2 separate regions of the Bombyx mori genome follow, and region 2 is linked to region 1. A link is a contact called in public Hi-C data. All regions are on one chromosome and are shown on one strand. The core of a region is the stretch at or near the end of the contact, and the rest is flanking DNA. Distances in the headings are between cores, read along the strand shown. Region 1 overlaps Jnk (c-Jun NH2-terminal kinase). Region 2 overlaps Jnk (c-Jun NH2-terminal kinase).

Evidence for each region. Hi-C and Micro-C count contacts between places; a contact is called where the count stands out from the background.
Region 2: a contact with region 1 is called in a Hi-C map of whole pupa, with 2.8 times the contacts expected there. The contact joins two enhancer-like sites. A contact is called at or near these places in 3 of 7 Hi-C or Micro-C datasets (middle silk gland, midgut and whole pupa).

What each region holds. Positions count from the first base shown.
Region 1 is chr3:1,367,351-1,371,085 of ASM3026992v2, reverse strand. It overlaps Jnk (c-Jun NH2-terminal kinase), which reads left to right. Exons shown (of 13, transcript NM_001109926.1): 6 at 3,023-3,152. Among protein-coding and RNA genes, the nearest start is that of LOC110384827, 4.4 kb to the left of the region's middle. Within about 2 kb of position 2,110, at least 3 of the 8 cell types and tissues checked have open chromatin away from gene starts, as enhancers often do.
Region 2 is chr3:1,461,301-1,465,035 of ASM3026992v2, reverse strand. All of the region lies in intron 1 of Jnk (c-Jun NH2-terminal kinase), which reads left to right. Among protein-coding and RNA genes, the nearest start is that of LOC134200931, 6.4 kb to the right of the region's middle. Within about 2 kb of position 1,610, at least 4 of the 8 cell types and tissues checked have open chromatin away from gene starts, as enhancers often do.

The DNA of each region.
Region 1 (3,735 bases), core at 861-3,360:
GTTTTAGCCCCGTGAGCTCACCTACTAGTTCGGTGAATCTAGAATAACCCCTCGAGGTTACTAGAACAAGTAGGGAAACAACGTTCCTTCAAAACTGGTTCATATTTTTTATGATAGTCGAAGTAGCAAACAAACGGACAAGATATCGGTTTAAAAATCGGTGATTTGGAGACATGAACAACTAAACCTAAGTAGATCATTCAATGTGCAGATTATTTTTTATATTATCGTTTGGAATAAATACCGATGTTAGGCCGCACTATGGGTATAATCGATTACTTAGTAAAAGACCTTTTTCAGCACGATGGCGTTGCGGTAGGAAAGACCTTCGCTGAAATATCAATGACCATCCAGTTTCAATTCGACAGTAGGTACAAAGTTTTGAAACCAGCGTACAAAGTTACCAACGGTTTTGCATAATTTTTTTATATTGCATAGATGGGTCGAAGAACTCACAGCCCACCTTGTGTTAAATGGATACCGGAACCCATATACATCTACAACGTAAAAGCCACCACCCACCTTGAGACATAAGGTATCAATATAGTTACAATGGCTGGCCCACCCTTCAAACCGAAACGCATTACTGCTTTCCGGCAGAAATAGGCAGGGTGGTGGTACCTACCCGTGCGGACTCACAAGAGATCATACCACCAGTTTATTATACTCTAGCTTTTATACAAACATTTTGCAAACAACTATAGGATTACAGTTTCATGATTTGCACTTAACATTTTACAAATACATTTTAAGTAACAACGTGATAATTTGTCTTAGTTTTGTTTAAATAATGTAACTAGGAATCACAGCAAAGATCTCGAGTTTCATAAGAAATATTTAAAGAATAACATATTACGGTTAGTAGATTCTTAAGTTGGTAACAGCGTCTCTAGCTGTTACCACGCGCGTCCGGCCACTTTTAGTTGCTATAACATATCCTCAACTTGTATCCCAATAAAACTATCCCATCCCCCCAACTACTAGGCAGTGGCTTGGCTCTGCCCCCGGCATTGCTGAAGGCTATGGGCGACGGTAACCACTCACAATCGGGTGGGCCATGTGCTCGTCTGCCTACAAGGGCATTAAAAAAAATACCCGCTACTTTTCAAAGTTCTTATCCCAATTTCCTCCTGTAAAGTGGTAGGAAGTATGCCTACAAGGGCATTAAAAAAAACCTCTACTTTTCAAAGTTCTTATCCCATTTCCTCCTCTAAAGTGGTAGGGAGTATGCCTACAAGGGCATTAAAAAAAAACCTCTACTTTTCAAAGTTCTTATCCCAATTTCCTCCTCTAAAGTGGTAGGGAGTATTGTCGACCGGCACGGACATGATGGCGTCATCTCCGTCTTACCTATCTCTATCGCGTGCGTTCTATTTTGTAATGAGATTCTTTAAATCGAATTATAAACAACGGTGGGTTGTATAATCACTTCATTCTTTAGTAGCATGCATGCAATGTAATAAGTTTAAGAATAGGCAAATTCTTATGTGTATTTTACTTAATAATTCGCAATTTTTATACAGCACGCTATCACTCTTGCACGATCCAGCACGATACATATTCACAATCTGGCATTTTGTTTTAAAATATTCACATTATTAGATTTTCGATAGAGTTTAATGATAGTTTTTTTTTTATAAATATTAGTTTTATCTACATTATGAAGGGGCATGATTTTACGTACTATATATTTGTGTATTTATTATTTGTATTGTTTCATCCAAAAATGTTGACAGCTCTCTCTATTCTCTATGGTCTTTTGTAAACACTTAAGACCAGATGGTTCGAGAGTTCTTTCATTCGTCTATGCTGTGCCATTGAGAACTTGCAATTTAATTGTGAACAACAAACATAAAACGTTAATAATTAAAGACCCGAAGCTATCATTACACACCAACATTACGCTTAGAAATCAAATATCTTTAAAAAGGGGTGCTAATTCTGAAAAAGAAGCAACAACATCCATAATCATTCAGCCAGAACACTGTCACACACGCGCATGAAGAAAATAAACATGCAATTTCTTTTGTAGCTGATCGAGTATAATAGCGGTAAGATGATACAGTATTACTCAGTGACGGTCGGTGATGCGGTGTTTACTATCCCGACCCGGTACACTGAGCTGGTGGTCAGAGGCGCGGGCGCCCAGGGCATGGTGTGGTAAGCCGCGCCAATACAATGGTCAATCAAACTCCCGCTTCAAGCTTTTGGGACTAATCTGTACTAATTTAAAATTCCCGCGTTAACCAAGCGATGTCCGTATGTGAAACTTTTGCGTGCAACGGATTTATTTTTGTATTTTTGTGATTTTATTGGTATTAAAATGTTGTTCTTAAGAAATTCGATGGTGGACGAAATTCACGATTGGTGTCCATTGTTTCGGTTTATTGGATGGCTGATTAATAATGTTGAAAAAGGATCGTTCTGGAATAAAGCTAACGAGTGAGTGTGATGTTTAATTCCCGCTCTTGTCACTTTTTTCAAAATGGCCGTTTTCTGTTTTTGATTTTTTTTGATTGACATACGAGTTTTCAGTATTGCACATTTATCATCTGTATCATAAATAGTATTAAAACATCGTTTTGATTTTTATGTATTGAACAGGTAAATTTTTGGTACTACATACTTTCGTCATTACATTAATATGCATGGCTTTATCTTAATAATTTTCAAACTGCGTTTTTTTTAATAGCCGGTTTTTTAATAGGTTTATTTATAAATATTGTATTTATTATTATTAATAAGTTTATTACTCTAATTCTTTATGTTCATGTGTGTGTATAAACAGGTAAATTATTCACTAAAAAACCATAAACAATTCTTAACTCATTACGGCGGCAATTAAAATAAACTATTGGTATTTGATTTTTCGTTTAAATGAACTTTACCACAACCTTTTTCACTCCGCTCCACGCTGAAGAAGAAACTGAATTTATAATATGAAATGATTGCTCATCGATTTCTAAGTGTTAATAAAAAATTAATAAAATTTAAAGCTAAACTGTTTGATTTTGTATTCCAGTGCCGCATACGACACGGTGACGCAACAGAATGTTGCCATAAAGAAGTTGTCGCGTCCGTTTCAGAACGTGACGCACGCGAAAAGAGCTTACAGGGAGTTCAAACTTATGAAACTTGTCAACCATAAAAATGTAAGCTTGGTTATTTTTTATTTGCCTAAAAAGGTGGTCGGCAACCCGCGGCCCTTTGATACAACAGCTATGACTCTTTCGCGAAATATTTAGTGTAGGCACAAAATATTGCTTACTATCTTGCCTTGTAAAGAGTAAAATTTTTTTAAACAAAAGGCTATAGAAATATATCGAGGGGTGAAAGAACATTTGGTTTTAGCGAAATTTCGCTTAATACGCGAAATTTATTTTCGTAATTAAAGGTGCTTTTTATTTGGTATTAACGTTGATTATTATTATTGTTCGACGTTTTAATTGAACTTCAATTAAGTTTACTCCATTCAAAGAGTTGAAGAAGTTTTTTTTTCGTAATATATTTTTCAAAATGATAACCTTTTAATGGCTCTCTTGTAAAGTTCAAAAAATTTCGCTTAAACCAAATAACCCTTCACCCCTCGATAATATGTTCTAAAAAATGGCACCTTAAATAAAATCCAATTACGTGCTATCTATATTTGGCTTCTGCTTGTCGACCCCTGGCCTAAGAGATTCTTGTCAACGACTTGACAATGCAGCCGGCATTTAAATTGCAGTTCTTCCATGG
Region 2 (3,735 bases), core at 361-2,860, 94 kb before region 1:
GACCGCGGAAGTCTCACCTCCGGCTACCTGTATAGACTCACAAGACATTTTACCACCATGCAAACTTCTTACCGCAACAAATCTTACCAGCCACCACGCAAACTACAATTTTACGGGTTCCACCTCTCCTACACGATGTTACTCCCACACTGAGGAAGCCAACCGCGAACACTTGTCAAGCACGCACAAGCACGCACTTAACCGGAAAAACCTGCATCCGCCAGCGGAACCCGAACACCGCCGCATCGCCAGACACGAACGCACCGGACGTCTTATCTTACAGGTCACGACGACTTCAGATGTGTCAATTTTTCTTCTCCACGGAAACTTGCTTGCTTTCTTGTTTGCTTGCTTGCTGGAGCCCGAAGTCATCGAACGTGTAGTGTTATTGGTATTGAATCTAGTAGATTCTAAAATTTCAGCGACAATTCACAGTCTCATGTCCTGGTTTACCACACTAGTGCAATGTAACTCTAGCAGAAGTCAGCCGCTTAAAATAATTCTTGTCGGAACTACCCACTCGTCATGACAGATCCATTATTGCGATCGAAGTTTCACTTGAGATTTGCACTTGCCTTAATTCTTGCAATAGCTTGTTACGTGTTGTATTTCCGCTAGTAAATGCCATGTGATGAAGTCGACAGTCAAACTGGGCAACATGAGCCAGAACGTAAGATGTGACGATTTCTTCGTGGCTCAGATCTTCCATCGAGGTAACAGAGAGGTTATTACACGACTTACGTATGCTGCATTCACGCTCTTGTGGCGTACCACTACTAGTATTCTGATCTGCATCATGTTTTTTTTTGCTGTACTTCGAACATGTTCAAACACGTCACGCCAGTGAGAGTAGAGTCCTGATCTCACTTCTGATGTCGGCACACGTCAGGGATGGCTGAGCACTCGTAGTCGATTGAACTCAGTTTAGTCAATAAAATTTTTCAATAATAATTATTGAAACTCAACACACACAACTTTCACAATGACAGGGTAAACCGACAGTTTCGTTGCATATACCGACAGACCGACTGACCGACTGACTGACTGACAGAGACTCACTGACTGAGACGGACGGAATTACTGTCTGACACGGAATGCCACGACTCTGTCCACGTACCGCCATTTTATACTGTGGCGTTACGGAGTCTACCCTTCATTTTGTGATATTTATCAAAACAACATTTCATCATTTAAAATAATAATCAAAACCACCGTCTTAATATTACTAAAAGTCGTTATCCACGACAACTAAAAGTCGTTATCCACGACATATATATATGTCGGATTAAGACTCAGACATCAGGAATGTAACCGAGGTATAGCACATAGGAATTTATTACTATTAAATAATCACTGATCGTAACCTAGTAATTTAAATGAATTATAAAAATGGAGACAGAACTAAGCAAATGACAATCGTGAATGATAGTGGTCACATAGAGCAGTACAGACAGAGTTCCGTGCACCCACCGCAAACAGAGTTCCGTGCACCATAATAGGGACAGCACTAATCGTCAAAGACAACGTTCCACATCCAATACTGTTCAGTACTGACTGTCGAAAGACAGTGGTTCGTACACCAAGACGCATCTGCCCAAATGCGTGCAGAGCATCGTTGGGTCTTTGTGTCCCCTTACGGAGGCACGGATCGAGCCTCGGGGCAATCCCCTCTGCCCGGGCTTAGACTCCCTGCCTAATGGGGTAGGGGTGATGAATCTGCTTGTATGATTTTAGCTGAACGGCAATGACGTGGATGTGTCGATGATTCAGATGATGCAGAGCACTCCGCGGAACGACTTATAAAGAACTAATTTCACACGCGACCATACCACAATCGTGCTGCCATCTCTCGGGAATGGTGCTGCGTTTCGTTTAGCTACCAAACTAATGACTGTCTCCGACTTATATAAAAGCAGATGTGTATGTGTTCCGTATAGACTATGAAACTGCTGGATCGATTTTTTTAGGGAAAATCTTCAGATTGGCCCAGTGGGTGCACTTGTGGTAGTTTTGTAGGGATTGGATCATAGTGAAATCAAGATCGGGCCAGCAAAGCCGGCGTGCGTGTAAAACGAGAACGATTGGTAATCGGATGAAGACACTTTATCTTTGTTAGTGTTGCGGGTCAGATTGAGGTCACAACCATACATAGTGCATCAGCTACCTACTATTTTTTTTTCCTACCTAAACTGATAGCCTTAGGGGCTATTTCAGTGTAACCCTAACGTTTGTAGGTGAGCTCACGGGGCTCAAACCTGATGACGTTGCTAACACGAACCCTAGCAAGAGCCGTGCTTCGCAGAATCTACCACCGGATCGGAAACGCGACCCACTGAGAAGATCCGGCGAGAAACTCACTGGGCTGTGTCTGAGAGTTAATTTACTCTTTGAGCCCTTCGTCGCAAGCGACGGGTTCGACGAGAACGGTGACCGGTGCTTGAAGTACCTAAAAGCACCGTTAGTGGATCGGGAGGATCCGAGATGACGTGTTTTGGGCGACGTCGACTGCTTTCCATTCTGTCCGCAGGATCGGGAATGAGCTACCTACACTGATATTGCTAGCATTACTTTAGTTATCATGTAATATGTGACTGCTGTCTTAATAGCTGACGCGTCAGTTATAAGATTCAGTCAAAAATCTAGAAAACCAAATCGGGTGACATCATCTGAAGATAAAAAACGTTTTACTAATCTTTAATTCGGTGAAAAGATAAAACATGACTCTTTTATCACCTCTAGGTTTTTCTATTTCATTTTATTTAATCTATGTTTACATAGTTAGGTCATTACAATTTGTGGCTGCATTCAGTCATAAAGTTTTGTGCGGAATGTTATTGGCTACTAAAATAGCGTGTTTTTAAAGCATGCATTATTTATTGTATATTTAATTATTGGCGGTTAAGAAGCTTAATCTAAATGAGCATATATATGTACCTAGATTCTTAGGGAACGCGACAGTCCTATAAGTCTAGGTTGGAAGACGATCTCAATTTCCATTTTCCGCATAGGAGGAGAAGGCTCCTTAACTTGGACATAATTCATCTAAAACGGCACAGAACTCGTTCAAAAACACAGAAGTTTGACGCAACATCTCATTCTCAAATTTACGTATCTATTACGTATAAAGTATCTACATATTTCAAACAAGACGGGAAATATTGCAAATGGAAATTGCACAATCGTGAACTTTCGAGATAGTTTTCGATTTGCCGCCGGCTCTGAGTCCCGATATCATGTAGCTATGGTTGCTGTAAACTATAGATTTCCTGAGTTTAGTCCGTGCCAGATCTCCGCGGCCAACAATCGAGAGAAGTTACAGTTTATAGCACATCAAAACCGATTGCAGGCGTGGCAACGCTAGCCATGACTCAAGTTCAAGATAGGCGGCGGCATCGACGATTTGATGTCCATGGACTCTGGTAATCACTTTACACTCATTGTGTTTTTTTTTTTCTTTGGACGAGCTCACAGCCCACCTGGTGTTAAGTGGTTACTGGAGCCCATAGACATCCACAACGGTAAATGCGCCACCCACCTTGAGATACAAGTTATAAGGTTTCAAGTATAGTTACAAATACAAGTATAGTTTGAGTCGAGCTCAAACCATGTGTTTCATGAAAAATCCATGAATACTCCAAAATTTTTTTGCTTTCGAAACAAGCAACGCGGCGACATTGATATTTATTATAAATATATTTTTGAAGATCTACCATTTCCAATTTGCATTATTTATTT